2 separate regions of the Sus scrofa genome follow, and region 2 is linked to region 1. A link is a contact called in public Hi-C data. All regions are on one chromosome and are shown on one strand. The core of a region is the stretch at or near the end of the contact, and the rest is flanking DNA. Distances in the headings are between cores, read along the strand shown. Region 1 holds the start of ZZZ3 (ZZ-type zinc finger-containing protein 3). Region 2 holds the start of RABGGTB (Rab geranylgeranyltransferase beta subunit).

Region 1 (7,891 bases), core at 3,971-6,470:
TGAACATGGAACAGCCTAAATGCCCCCAAATAGAAAAATGGTTAAATGCTATTTAATGACATGGATAATATCTTATGATTTAATGGAAGAAGTTATGATGTATTAGTTCATATTGGATTTTACATATGTCCATCAGAAAAGTAGTGGCTTCTTTCTGAGGCTGCTGCTGGTGGTGGTGGTAGCAGTAAACAAGAAAGGACTAGTGAGCTCAATCTTGAGGGGAACTTTGAATCCACGCTTCTCTCTGTAGAATATTTTCCTTGTCCTATGCCTAACTCCCAAATACATCATTATGTTTCTTTTCTTTTTTTTTTTTGTTTGTTTTTTGTTTTGGTCTCTTCAGGGCCATACCCATGGCATATGGTGGTTCCCAGGCTAGGGGTTGAATTGGAACTGCAGCTGCCGGCCTACAGCATAGCAACGCCAGATCGGAGCTGTGTCTGTGACCTACACCACAGCTCACGGCAATGCTGGATTCTTAAACCACCGAGCGAGGCCAGTGATCAAACCCACGTCCTCATGGATACTAGTTGGGTTCATTTACCACTGAGCCGCAACAGGAACTCCTGTATAGTCATATTTCTGGTCTCATTCAGCCTACATGTTACTTCCTCATGAAGTCCTCCCTTTTCCTTCTATTTTTCTTCTTCTTCTTCTTCTTTTTTTTTTTGGCCTTGCCCCTGTCATGTGGAAGTTCCCAGGCCAGGAACTGAACTTATGCCAAAGCAGTGATCTGAACTGCTACAGTGACAACACCAGATCCTTAACCCCCTGTACCACAGAACTCCTTTTTCTTCTAACTATAAAAAAGACCTCAGAACATATACTTTTGGACATGTGAACATATTCTCTAGTGACCTGTATTTTCATTCCTGGTTCTGATCATTTTTAATTTATGTACAGTGTTTATGTGATTGCTTCTTGGTCTTTTCTTTTTTTCTTTTTGGGCCACACCTGCGGCATACAGAGGTTCGCAGGCTAGGGGTCTAATTGGAGCTACAGCTTCCGGCCACACCCACAGTAATGCAGGGTCCGAGCCACATCTGTGACCTACACCACAGCTCACGGCAATGCCTGATCCTTAGCCCACTGAGCGAGGCCAGGGATCAAACCTGAAACCTCATGGTTCCTAGTCAGATTTGTTTCCACTGTGCCATGACGGGAACTCCCGTGATTGCTTCCTAAATGTTAGCCTCCCTCTCTACACTATAGGCTCTGGAAGAGTAGGATCTGTGCTTGCTTTGTTGACTACTTTATCTCTAGAACCTCTAGTGCAGCTCCTGGCATATTCCTTTTTTTTTCTTTTTTCCTTTTTTTTGGCTTCCCCCGTGGCATATGGAAGTTTCTGGGAAGGAATTCAACCTGCACCACACCAGTGACTTGGGCCACAGCAGTGACAATACTGGGTCCTTAACTTGCTGAGCCATCAAGGAATTCCTCCTGGCATATTTCTTAAAAGAATGAATGAATGAACTACATTGATGGTTTTCTAAGTGTGTTCTGAGACAGTGCCTTGTGTGTCAGGGTAAGGGACTGAGGGAGAGGTCAGTCCTTGCCCACTTCCACGCCATCTTTTTGGGGGTTTGGATTCTGGCCTAAGATTGTGTTGTAAAAGGAATGCCAGTGCTTGAGAAAATATTACACAATCCCTTTAGATGATCTTGAAGCCTCTTGCGTTGTCACTATTCTGTGATTCTAGATGAAAAGGACCAAGGTCATATATGGATATATCACAATTAGGGAGTAGCCTTCACCGGTGAAGTTGGCAGTGGTTGTTTTTTCCACGAGCAAAAGAGCTCTTCTCTCCCTCTCTTGGATAACTGAAGATCTGAGGGGATTTTATCCCTTTCTACTCAGCTAGGATCTACCCTTACTTTTGGCATCCTTTTTTTTTTTTTGGTCTTTTGAGGGCCGCACTCGCGGTATGTGGAGGTTCCCAGGCTAAGGGTCTAATCAGAGCTACAGCTGCGGGCCTACACCACAGCCACAGCAATGCCAGGTCCGAGCCTCGTCTTCAACCTACACCACAGCTCACAGCAACCCGGATCCTTAACCCACTGAGTGAGGCCAGGGATCGAACCTGAAACCTCATGGTTCCTAGTTGGATCCCTTTCCGCTGCGCCATGACGGGAACTCCTGGCTCCCTTCTTTAGCGTCAGTGAAATGGTCCTTTCCTTTCATCCCTTTAGTGCTTGCTCCAAAGACTCTTGAGCGCTGCTGCTTGGGGCTACTTGTAATTCCCCTCTCTCATTTCCACACACTTTCATTCATGCAGTTCCCTCCGTTGAAAATGGTCTTTTTTCTCTGCTTTGCAAAGTCATGCTGTAATTCAAATGCCAACCCTGGTAAAACAACAACAAAACTTTCCCAAGTCCTACTCTGTTCCCACAATACCCTATTTATATCTCTATACAGAACTCCTGTAGCTCAAACTTGGGTAAGTTACTTAACCTAAGCCTATTTTCTCATCAAAAAAAAATGTGAATAGTATCACATGTTGCGTTCTCCAGAAGGCAGACTCTTACATGATTAGTGTGCATTTATTAGGGTATGCTCTTTGGATCATCTCTTGTGAGAGAGAAGTGGAACTTTGATACCATCCTAATGGGATGCAGGTTATTCTGGAAATGGGATGATCCATCAGAACGGTACCAAATTGAGATGAGAGGGCTGGCTTTCCAAAAATTCCGAGATAGTTTTTTTTTTTTTTTTTTGTCTTTTTTTTTTTGCCATTTCTTGGGCCGCTCCTGCGGCATATGGAGGTTCCCGGGCTAGGGGTCAAATCGGAGCTGTAGCTGCCAGCCTACGCCAGAGCCACAGCAACGCAGGATCCGAGCCGCGTCTGCGACCTACACCACAGCTCACGGCAACGCCAGAACCTTGACCCACTGAGCAAGGGCAGGGATCGAACCCGCAACCTCATGGTTCCTAGTCGGATTTGTTAACCACTGCGCCACGACGGGAACTCCCCGAGATAGATATTAGTGCTCCTGTATTGATCAGTCATTGGATTTGCCGCCTTTCGAAGGGGTGTGATATTAGGCAATGCCAGAATGGATCTTAGAAGTACATTTCAGTGCTCACCACTAAGAGTCTCTATCTCAGGATTACTGGAAGCCTGAAATAGGATAAAGTATAGGATTAGTACATAGCATATTGCATGGCACATAGGAGTCAAGAAGAGAGCTGTTACAGTTGTTTTAATGATTTTTATTTTGTTTCCATTATAGCTGGTTTACAGTGTTCTGTCAGTTTTCTACTATACAGCAAGGTGACCCTATCACACATACATTTTTTTCTCACATTATCATGCTTCATCATAAGTGACTATAGTTCCCAGTGCTGTTACAGTTATTTTAAATTAGAACCTGGCTCTAACAGCATATACAGCAAGGTAGGGAAACCCTGTTTTGTTTATTTTTGTGTCTCTAGTCCTAGTAGAAGGCCTGGAACTAAGTTGATTCAACAAAGAAAGACTTGTTGATGTGCCAATTTAAGAACATACCTGCCACAATTTATCTCCAAACATGTTCTTTTGAGTTGAACTCCCAACTAAAACAAGTACAAAAAGGCATTTCAACCATTTAACAATTTTCATTAGCAAAAGAAAAGGAGGCCCATATCCACTTGCCTAAAAAAAAAAGTTTCAAAGATAAGAAAACAAGAGAGCAATCAAGCAGTGCAGGATAACTGCAGAAGAGTTCCAGTTAAAGTGGCTTTTAGAAGTTCCTATTGTGGCTCAGCCTGTAAGGAACCTCACTAGTAACCATGACAACTTAAGTTCAATCCCTAATCCCGCTCAGTGGGTTAAGGAATGGTGTAGGTTGCAGATGCACTTCTGGATCTGCATTGCTGTGACTGTGGCCCCTAGCCTGACAATTTCCATATACTGAAGGTGAAGCCCTAAAAAGCAAAAAGAAAAGAAAAAAAAGGACTTATCTCTATCAGTGTGGGCCTTTATTTTCTTGCATGCTCACTATAGTTCCTTGATATGATTTAATAAGAGTATTAAACACTTTGTGCCAGGAGTTCCCGTTGTGGCTCAGTGGTTAACGAATCTGATTAGGAACCACGAGGTTGCGGGTTCGGTCCCTGGCCTTGCTCAGTGGGTGAAAGATCCGGCGTTGCCCTGAGCTGTGGTGTAGGTCGGAGACGAGGCTGGGATCCTGCATTGCTGTGGCTGTGGCGTAGGCCGGTGGCTACAGCTCACGATTGGACCCCTAGCCCGGGAATCTCCATATGCCACGGGAGTGGCCCTAGAAAAGGCAAAGACAAAAAAAACAAAAAAACAAAAAACAAACTTTGTGCCAGACACAGGTCTGTGGATACAGCAAGAGCAAAAGTCCTTCCTTACCTTTAAGGATCTCACATTCTTGGTGGTAAAGGGTGGACAAATGTCTGTAAGTGATAACTGTCATATAAGCAAGTAAAGACAGTAAGAGCGATGGTGCAAGTGTGCTCTTTTGGATAGAGCTGGTCTGTGAAGTTTCAGATGTCCACCTTTGAGAAGGGAACTGAAATACTTGTGGAACATCTACCACGTGGCTCAGCATAAGCAACCCGACAAGGATCCATGAGGTCTTGAGTTTGATTCCTGGCCTCAGTCAGTGGGTTAAGGATCCAGCAGTTGCCGTGAGCTGAGGTGTAGGCTGGCAGTTGCAGCTCCGATTTGGCCCCTAGCCTGGGAACCTCCATATGCCCCGGGTGCGGCCCTAAAAAGAAAAAAAAAAAAAAAAAAATCTGGAGGAAGTGTTCTAGCGCAGGCTATAGCAAACGCAAAGTCCTGAAGTGGATCGAGCCTGCGTGTTGTAGGAACAGCTAGAAAACCAGAGAGGCGTGCGAGGGTTCTATGCGGCTGGAGGAAGGCAGGAGCATATTCAATGTACATACAGATATTTTCCTACCTGAGACCACACTGCTAAGGGAGGGAGAGTGTACAAATCTCTCAAGAGGCCACAAAGGGCAGGATGAAGAGGACCAACGGCCGGGCTACCGGGAAGACTTTCCTCCAACGGTAGTACCCTGACTACAGGCAAGGGATGGAATGTGTCCTGCCCTCATTAGACCAACCTTTGCCGAGGGGCGCGGGCGAACCGCGGGGGCGAAACTCGGCCACCCCCGGCCCACCCGGCCCGCTGGCGCTGCACCGGCTGCGGTTACCAGCAGGCGGTGTAGTGAGCGCGCCAGCAGCCGCCACCGCCCGCCTGTCCCAGCGAGGAGGAGAAAGGAGGGGACCGGAAGGAGCCGCTGGTGCTGCGGGAAGTAGCAGGAGCGGGAGGCGGGGACCCACCTGGAAGCGCCCCGGCGCCGCTGTCGAGCTTCCTGCGGCGGCGGCCACCCAAGCCAGTGCCGTGGCGGGGGCGGAGAGCAGCCACGACGGCGGCGCCTCCCCGAGTGGCCCGAGGTGCCTGGCCCCACGCGAAAGGTGAGCAGGCGCTCGGGGCACGTGGTGGCGGCTAGAGATGGGGGAGGGAGAACGGAGCAGGAGGGAACCACCGGACAACCGATTCTGGGACCCGGATTTGGAACCGAGTGCAGGGAGGGGGTGGGCTGGAGGTAGCGGCGGCGGCGGCTGCGGCGGCGACGGCGAAGCCCCCACGTGGGGCGGGGGTGCGCGCGCACGTGTGCGCGGGCAAAAGGGGGGCGGGGAAGTCTCTGGGGCGGACGACGGGCGCGCGCTCGCTTAGTAGCGGTCCACGTGACCGGCACGCAGAGACTCTGCCTCCACGTGACATATTGGGGAGGTTGGCTGAGGCAGAGGGCTGCTGTGTTTGTTGTAGTGTAATCGTGGTCGTCTGAGGTTTTAGGGTTGTTTGCCGCTTTTCATCTCTACTAGGGGGTTATGAAGAGAAATATAAGACAGAAAAGACTTTCTGTTTTTTCTGTGTCACACTCATTCTTCTCTTCGTTAACGAAATACTTTTTATATGCCGAAATACTAGTTTCTCTGTACCGCCATGTTGGTTCTGCCGCAAACTCGCGAGATGCTTGTGGGCTTGTATCGCGAGATCTCCCGATTCTCGCGGGACCTTGTTGGCAGAGCAGTTGTCCTGGATGGCGGAGCCCTGGGTTCCGGGGGGCTTGAGACTCGCAACTCTTTCTACAAGGCAAGTTGATAGGGAGGGGCCGGGGCACGTGCCTCTTGGTGCCGGGAGACATGCTGTGTCAGCTTCCTCTAGTCCTGAAGGGAATGTATTGACCCATTTGAGGCGACACTATTCTCCCCACCCCCCTGCGGGCGCTCCGCCACCTGCAGAAGCGAATGCATCCCTCAGCCGGGGCTCCTTCTCCCCCGCTCAGTGATCGTTCCTCCCCCGTCTCACTGGAAGTTTGGAGCAGTGCTCGCACAGACGTGACGATTCCATTGGATACCGTTCCTCTTACTTTCAGACGATCTTGTCAGTTTTTCCCCTTGTTGCCATTTTCTAAAGAATTCCAGACCTGTTAACATTCTGTCGCTTGTTTCTGCCGCAGTACCTTTCTCCACTGGCTCTTCTCTGACGCCTAAGATAGAGCGCGTTCCATTTCTTCTCTCTGGGCATCATTTACTCCTAAACATTTATTTGATCATTTGATAACTTCTCCCTCACTCTAATTTACTTTGTATTTACGATAACTTGTGGTAGTATTTGTAGGGATCCTTTATATCTATGACAATACCTGACGTCGGAATAAAACCGTTCTTTAATTTTTTGTACGTGCCTGTTAACTCATAATTATCGATAAGATTTTGATAAGTACTGTTATGCGGTTGCCATCTTTGTTGTTCAAGGATGAATGTTTTAGATTGCATATTTAAGGTAATGGGATGTTTTAAGCCATTTAAAAGCAAACTTCTCTTCGTAAACTTTGATGTCAAAGTAGAGTTCAATTTCTCCTTAAATGAATTTGACAGATTACTTTTTCTCCATTTCCCCAGTGTTTTATCAAAATGAATTTATTCTGTACTTTTTTTGGTATTCTTGAGCAGTATTTGGATATATTTAGTTATATATAAACTTTGCTAAGTTAATTACAAGACTAATTTGATAATTAAGTAATCCATTCATGGGTTTTTTTTTTTATTTTATAAACTACAAACGTGTTAGTTGTCCCTGCACTTAGTGCGAAGAAGAATATAGGATGAAATGCTTCCTGAATCATTCCATCGAGTTGCCTTCCTCAGTCTTAAATCTCTGTAACTACTCTTAGCTGTAAGCTGTGTATTATTCCAGATATTTTCCATGCATTTGTTTTTCCATGTATGGAAGGGGAGGAAATGGAGGGGTGTTGTGTTAAGATACACTATCACAACATTAGCAATCAGTAAAAAATTTTCTACTCAATTCTGTGTTTATTTAGTGATAATGTACCTGTTTTTTGACTCATGCGTACATTACATGCTTTTAAAAAAATTTTTTTGGTCAGGTTTTTGATGGTGTAGTTTTGAGTGATAGTGATGTTTGCCCTAGAGCTTTAGTAAGCTGGCAGCTTTGTTCAAAAATAAAGTCCAGGTGAAATAAAATTTAAATAAATGTTTTATTACTTGAGTTTATTTATGTGTGTGTGTGTGTATATATATATATATATTTTTTTTTTTTTCTTTTCTTTTTTTGCTTTTCCTGTGGCATGTAGAAGTTCCCGGGCCAGGGATCGAATCCTCGCCACAGCATTGACCTGAGCCACTGCAGTGACAATGCTGGATCCTTAATCCACTGCACAAGGGAACTCTGAGCTTTATCTTTTTATGTTTAATATTTGTGTTATGTATTTACACTTATAGTCATGTTTATATTTTATGGTGCTTATGAATTCTAAACTGTTCCCAAGTGTGTGTGTAGGAGTTTTCCAGAAGTTTAAAAAGTTATCAGCTTAAGTATTTCTGACCATGCAGTTTAGTGAGAGTAGTAGA
Region 2 (7,891 bases), core at 3,153-5,652, 1.9 Mb after region 1:
TCAATTTCACCTATAAAAGGATCAAACCAAAACATTATCAGAGGCTTCTGATGATGCTAATAAATAGCAAAAATTATAAACAACCTCTATACAACTACCATGGTTAAATTTCCAAGAGTTCATTCAGACTTAACATGTACTTCTATCTAGGTCACCAGGAAGGAATGCTAAATCTGAAGTGCAACTGCTTTACTTCTAAGAACTTAATTAAAACTAGTAAAATGCTTTGTCAAAAATGTAAGAAAACACATAGCACCAAGAAAGGTATCAGAAAAGGACTAGTCAATTTCTAAGAATGATAATAAACTTACCCTAATATATAAAAGTAGATTTTCACATCCCATGAAGCAGCTGGTCTCTCCGGCCTGCACTGTATTCAGCCCTAAAGCAGAGATTATCTACATTTATCAAGTAAAATACTATTCCCTCCCTCCACTCAAATATTCAGTAAGTTTGTAAAGTTTTTTGACTATTTTTTCCATGCAAGTATTTTTTAAAAAACTTTACAAAGCCACCAAATATTGGGGAAAAAAATTTCACCTACCTTATCTTTTAGACTGGCCCCCTCTGTTCCAGTACTCCTGTATGCTGATATAACTAGCACAGTGCATGCTGGAACTTCCAGCAGACCATTAACTCCAGTTAGACCAGCTGCTTAGTGGGACCTGAAAAGATGAAAAACTTAAAAATCTCCTTATAAGTTTTTAGCAAAGCCCCCAATTCATCATACTTTAGAATTTGTAACAAAGCTTATTTCTATGATATACACCAAAGCAGGACATTTTTACATTGGTATTTTGGATGCAATGAATTAAAGGAACATTACCCCAAATATCTCCAGCAAAAGAACCATCTTCTTTTTGTAGACTCTGAACATATTCCACAACTTTATTTACATCAATAACATTAATACTATCATAAAGAGTAAGGATCTGTAATAAAAACAAACCAAAGTAAATACACCTCTTCAACACTGCTAAGTTTGTTCTAATGTTCTTCCTCAACTACCTTAAGTTGTTAAGCATGTCCCTAAGCATTGTGAACTCTTTTCAAACATGCACTTATCTTCTACTATGCAATAAAATTACAGGTATTATCAATACAACCCTTTAACCACAAAGTATTATTTTTTACTTACAAACTGTCAACTCAGCACTCCAAGATTCATATAAACTAATGTATACAGACTTTAAATCTTTGTGATCTTCACTAATACCACAATTTAAACTTCATGGAAAAGAGCACAGTGGTGAAATGGCAGAGTACATGCAGGGAACCACAGGCATCTTGTATTGCCAGAAATAAAGCAAGATGAGAATAGCAAGGGAGGAAATAGCCAGCCTTGGAGGGAATCAAATGCCATGCAGGAAGGTTTTGCAACATAAGAAATAGCTGAATGAAGGAGGCTTCTACACATATGGTAAACGGGCTTTGGCCAATTTATATAATCCGTTATGTTATTCTCTTTGAATATGTTCCACATGAAATTCTGTAGAAAATACTACTTGCTGGAGTTCCTGTTGTGGCACAGCAGAAAAGAATCTGACTAGGAACCATGGTTTCAGATTCAATCCCTGGCCTCGCTCAGTGGGTTAAGGATCGGGTGTTGCCGTGGGCTGTGGTATAGGTGGCAGATGTCACTCAGATCCTAAGTTGCTGTACCTGTGCCGTAGACTGAAAGCTGTAGCTCTAATTTGACCCCTAGCCTGGGAAGCTCCACATGCTGTGGGTGTAACCCTATAAAGACCAAAAAAAAAAAAAAGAAAATACTACTTTCTTTGAGAAATGCTAGTTTCTATTATAAGACTTAGGTTATATCTTTCAGGATAGGATACAATATGCTAATAAACCAGAGTTCCATGGCTTAAACAAAGATTTTTCTTGCTTAAAACAAAAACACGTCCACTGACGATTTCTCAAATATTTACATATACTGAAAATAAATACTTTACCAAGGTCTCAGTGTAATTTTAGAGTTACATCAACTTCGGGTTCAGCTAATACATGCCATCACATCATTGACCTTGTAGAATAGATGTCATATGAAAAGATACTGGTTTCTCTCACCTTCCTAATACCTAGTTTCAATTTCCCCACTCTCAGGTAAGAGAATAAACTATCATGGCTGCTTAGTTTTTAGTATTTACCTGGACAGCACTAAGAGTATATAAAAGATGCGGATCATGTCCAATGCTAGCACTTATTCCACCACACTCGTGTTGACACGACTTAATAAATGCCAAAATTTCTTCTCTATTCATACGGTGTAGTTGTCCCATGAGATCCATTACGGTCAGACCCCAATAGATTCCACTCATTCTCAGATATTCAGACATACAGTATTCCTAAAATATAGAATTACTTTACTGTGTTAGTTTGAATTGATGCCAGCTTAGATACTGAACACACAAAGCCCTACAGCCACTGTTACACCGGTAAAATATCTACTTCCAATTAAGTTGTTCATTAATTTTTTCTAAGACTGTCCCAGAGAGGAAAACTTGGAAAGCCATTCTTCAGGGCTGAACTTTTTCAAGGTCTCAGAGTAATTCTAGAGCTTTAGTGTTACTACACATCACTGTAAACTCAGGTAATACATGCCAACACATCATTGACCTTGAAAATATTGTCTAAACTACAAAAATAGTAATCTAGTCCGTACTTCATAATTCATACAGATCTGGGCCGAATGGGAATCTACTTTGCCTACCAAAGTAAGAAACATGGTTAATTCCCATGGTCCCTCAACAGATATCCAAAGGTGCATTCACTATACTCAAGGATACAGCTTCAGGCTTTGGCACGCAGGAGTTAGATACCAACATGGTCCATACTGATCTATTTACAGAATGGTCTACATCTTTAAGAGTATAAACTTTTCAACATAAAAGCATACATACGTAATCATCTTTCTTTGAGCCATAGGATGCAATATAATCTGCATGCTTCTCCAGGAATAGGGTGTCAGGTGCATCTGACTTGATAATGACATCCTTCTGCGGTGTACCCTTCCACAATAAATTGATTTCATAAGTTATCTCTTAATATTTGACCCCAGAGCATGTGTTCAATATACATCTGAACTTTTTATTTCGTGTTGCCAAATGAAAACTTTCAATTTAAAATTATCTGGCCAAGAAAAACCAAGGCACTAAAGTCCTTCATAAAGATCCAAGTATTTTTCAGGTCTCAGAGTAATTCTAGAGCTAAAGTAGTACTAATCAACTTTAGATTCAGAATACATGCCAGCTCATCATCGACCCAAAAATACTACCTTCATCTGTCTTTATCTTTCACACAGAACACCAAAATAAAATAAAAATCTATTTATTCCATAATTTGAGTTAAGTGCTTTAATGAAGTTTAACTCTAGAAATTGTATAAATTCTGGGAACTTCGAAGCACCTTCCATATACCTCAAAGGTTATTTATCAAGGAAGCAGTCCCTTTAGACTCACCTTCTCCAGCTTTAGCCTGTTTCCCCAAATGCAACAAGTCCCCAAGGGACGAGAATGCTGCTCTAGTTATCCACATTTCTGATCTATATCTAAGACTGTACTTTACTGTTTTATTTGAAGTAGGTCACAACAGTTATCAATAATAAAATAGTGAATTTCTCAGAGTTCCCGTTGTGGCTCAGCAGAAAGAATCCAACTAGCATCCATGAGGATGTGGGTTCGATCTCTGGCCTTCCTCATTGGGTTAGGGATCAGGCACTGCTCCGAGTTGTGTAGGTCGCAGATTAGGCCTGGATCCCACATTGCTGTGGCTGTATCATAAGCCAGCAGCTACAGTTCTGATTGGACCCCTAGCCTGGTAACTTTCCTATGCCATGGATGCAGCCCTAAAAAGAAAACAAAACAAAACAAAAAAATAATAGTCAATTTCTTGTCTAGCCCATTGCCCATTAAAATTTACTAGGTCAACAAGATCGTACCGCTAATCATTCTAAAGATCTTAAATAATTCTTTTTTAATTTTATTACTCCATTTATTACATTGGATAATAATTCTAACGCATACATATATATATATATATATATATGCTTCAACCTACATATAGAAGGAAAAAGGTACTACCGACTTGCCCAGTTTTTAGGAGGAAATTAAGAAATCCGGTTGTTGAACCAGGAGGCCCGACCGATAGCAGGAAGTCTGAATAAAATCAGAGGCGGCAACGACGCATGCAAGGCCTGCAGAAAACGCTGAATAATACTTCACCCTCTCTCCCGCTCTCAAAAATACTCCCAAGACCTCTATCTTAACGCGACCATTCTCCAATATTTAGTAAACAACCCACCGGTGACTAAAATGCTTAATATCACCCTTCCCAGGCTCCTCCCGAGCCATCCGGACAGCAATGCAATACACGTCCACACTCACCATGTCTGACAGCGAAAAGAGAACTTGGCTCTTTCGTGGGCGGATTTAGGCAGCACGCGCCTGCCCAGAAGCGTCTCTCAGGTCCCCTCCGCGCCCAGACTTAGGTGACCACATTCCCGCCTGAAGGAAAGAGGGATCCCGAGGCTGCTCTAGGACCCCATCGGCTGCTCATGGCTGTCCTCGCTGCCTGTGCTTAAAGTCTCTAAGCCCGTTTTCTTGTCCCTTAAACACCGCCGTTTTATCTAAAACTGTTTTAAGTAATGTTTAAATATCTGCATAACTTTTAAGAAATCGTTTATTGTTGAGGATCTTTGAAATGCCTGGTAATAAATAGAGTTGCACCGTAATTACGTGTGCAATAAATATTCACATTCAGCTCTTATTAGCTAACTCTCACCTACTCCCTCCTCTTTCAGGAAGTTCTAATATTTGCAATATTTGGAGATTGTTTTTGAAAAGGAAACACCGTTATGCTTCTTATAAGCTTTCCATCGAATTCAGCTTTGCTAGGTGTGTTAATGCAGCTATTTGTAACTGTGCTTTCTTAGGACTTTAATCCTTAAAAGTATTTTGAGCACCTACCAGAAAATACTGGCACCTACTCTTAAATTTTTTTTTTTTTCAGGAGTTCCCATCATGGCGAAGCAGAAACAAACCCAACTAGGAACCACGAGGTTGTGGATTATATGCCTGGCTTCGCTCAGTGGGTTAAGGATCCAGCGTTGCCTCCACTGGAGGTGTGGTGTAGGTCGCAGACCTTGCTCCGCTGGGATCTGGCTTGCCTGTGGCGTAGGCTGGCAGCTATGGCTCCAATTAGACCCCTAACGTGGGAACGTCCATATGCCAAGGGTGTGGCCCTCAAAAGACGAAAAAAAAAAACCTGAAAAGTAAGAATTTGGGGAAGAATTCCTTACGCAGAGATATGTGTGAGCTATCAATAACTGAGAAAATATTGAATCCACTATGATGATAGATTTCATTATTTCTCTCTTAGTTCAATTGCTATCCCCAGGTATAGTTTGAGGCTAGGATAACATGTATTACTAAATGCATGTTAAGTTTAGAACTATCTATTTCTGGTGAGTCAAGCCACTTATCATTAAGTGATGATGTTTCTAGCCCTAATAATTTTTATCTTAAAAATTATTCCTTGGGAGTTCCCGTCATGGCTCAGTGGAACCATGAAGTTGTGGGTTTGATCCCTGGCCTCGCTCAGTGGGTTGAGGATCCGGCATTGCCGTGAGCTGTGGTGTAGACTGCAGACATGGCTCAGATCTTGCACTGCTGTGGCTCTGGCCTAGGCCTGAAGCTACAGCTTGGATTCGACCCCTAGCCTAGGAACCTCCATATGCTGTCAGTGTGGCCCCAGAAAAGACCCCTCCCCCCAGAAAAATTCTTCTTTGGAGTTCCTGTCGTGGCTCAGTGGTTAACAAACCTGTCTACTATCTGTGGGTTCACAGGTTTGATCCCTGGCCTTGCTCAGTGTGTTAAGGATCCTGCATTGCTGTGAGCTGTGGTGTAGGTCACAGATGTGGCTTGGATCTGACATTGCTGTGGCTGTGGTGTAGACCAGCAGTTACACCTCCAATTGGACCCTAGCACCACATGCTGCAGGTGCAACCCTGAATAGACAAAAGACCACAAAAAGTCTTCCTTGAAAGTTCCTTTATGGCACAGCAGGTTAAGGATCTGGCCTTGTCACTGCAGCAGTTTGAGTCCCCGCTCCAGTGTGGGTTTGGTCCCTGGCCCAGAAATTTCTATATGCCATGGGCACAACCAAAAAAAAAAAAAAAAAAGTCTATCTTGTTAAATGGTGCTGCCAAAAAATCAATCACTCAATCTGAGAAAGATATCAATCTGAGAAAGATATGGAATTTTTTATTAGAGTTAAATTTGAGATGTTATAACTTGGGAAGAGCAACTTGGAAATCTCTGAGAGCTGTTCTGCCCACAGTCAAAGCACAGTTAAATGCTGGTTTTCTGTGGGTTTTTTTTTCTTTTTAGGTCCATACCTGTAGAAGGGCCATATGGAAGTTTCCAGGCTAGGGGTCAAATCTGAGCTACCTACACCACAGCTCCTGGCAATGCCGGATCCTTAAGCCACTGAGCAAGGCCAGGGACCAAACCTGTGTCCTCATGGATACTAGTCAGTTTCCTTTCTGCTGAGCCATAACTGGAATTCTTCTAAGAAGTTAATCATGTTAATGCTAGGTTGATTGATTTTGGCCTCAGGCTGGGCTTGCAGATTTCCCTGGCCAGGGCTCTAATCCAAACCACAGCTATAGCCAGAGACTTAGCAGTGACAAGGCCAATTTTTTTTAGCCCTCTGAACCAGGAAGGAGCTATAAGGATGCTGCTATTTATTGCCGCTGATGAGGAATGTTTTGTCCGTACGTAATTCAGATACACAATGCACATTGCAGGGAAGAGGAGACCACAGGGCAGAGATTTTTTTTTTTTATGTTTAAATATTTACTGTCTTGCCACAAAATATGAATTTTATTTCACAATAGTAATGTAAGTCCCCCAGCTTTCTTTTACCTCTAAATCAGATGAGGGGGAAGTGTTGTGGAGTGAGAGGAACCAAGGGAGAGAGAGAGAGAGAAAAAAAAAAAATTCAAACCTGGAAAAAGCAACACTCAAAATAAGAATAACACAGAGTTCTCTTGTGGTGCTGTGGGCTAAGGATCTGGTGTTGTCACTGTAGTGACTTTCATTTGATCCCTGACCCAGGAACTTCGGCATACTGTGGGCCCAAGCAAAAAAAGAGACAATAATGCATCAAATCCAAAAAGCAACATTCAGACTGAATCAAACTGCTGAAGTAAAGGAAAGCAAGCCTCCCTTCCTACTTTATGAATTCATTTAACAAATATGTTTTGAGTGCCTAGGATGTGCCAAATATTCTAGGTTCTGGGAGTACAATGGTGAGCAAAATGGAAATACGTATAGGGAACAAATGTTCTAGAAATTCTTGTAATTACATTCAGTAATTTTATCTCTAGCTATTTGTTCTACAGATATACTCTCTTTGGTATAAAGTGACTTATGTGGAAGAATATTCATAGCAGCAAGTCTCTGTAATAGCTAAAGATTACAAATATTTTTAACCATCAAAAGGTTAAATAAACTATGGTGTTTTCATTATGCAGCCATTAAAAAGAATGAGGAGGAGTTCCCATCGTGGTACAACAGAAACAAATCTGACTTAAGAACCATGAGGTTGCAGGTTCGATCCCTGACCTCGCTCAGTGGGTTAAGGATCTGGCATTGCCGTGAGCTGTGGTCAAAAATGTGGCTCGGATCCAGCGTTGCTATGGCTGTGGCATAGGCTGGCAGCTGTAGCTCTGATTCGACATATGCCAAGGGTGCGGCCCTAAAAAGCAAAAAATAATAATAAATAAATAAGCAAATAAAAAGAATGAGGAAATGCTGCAAACATTGTTGTGGAAAGATGTACAAGGTATGTTAGGTAAAAACCAAAACAGAATGTACCAAACAATATACCA

Evidence for each region. Hi-C and Micro-C count contacts between places; a contact is called where the count stands out from the background.
Region 2: a contact with region 1 is called in a Hi-C map of embryonic fibroblasts, with 2.1 times the contacts expected there. The contact joins the promoter of RABGGTB here to the promoter of ZZZ3 in region 1. A contact is called at or near these places in 2 of 47 Hi-C or Micro-C datasets (embryonic fibroblasts and heart right ventricle).

The regions. Positions count from the first base shown.
Region 1 is chr6:135,600,925-135,608,815 of Sscrofa11.1, forward strand. It overlaps ZZZ3 (ZZ-type zinc finger-containing protein 3), which reads left to right and starts at 5,221. Exons shown (of 14, transcript XM_005653415.3): 1 at 5,221-5,425.
Region 2 is chr6:137,529,730-137,537,620 of Sscrofa11.1, forward strand. It overlaps RABGGTB (Rab geranylgeranyltransferase beta subunit), which reads right to left and starts at 4,403. Exons shown (of 11, transcript NR_145513.1): 1 at 4,383-4,403; 2 at 2,901-3,008; 3 at 2,148-2,345; 4 at 827-932; 5 at 545-665; 6 at 312-382; 7 at 1-10.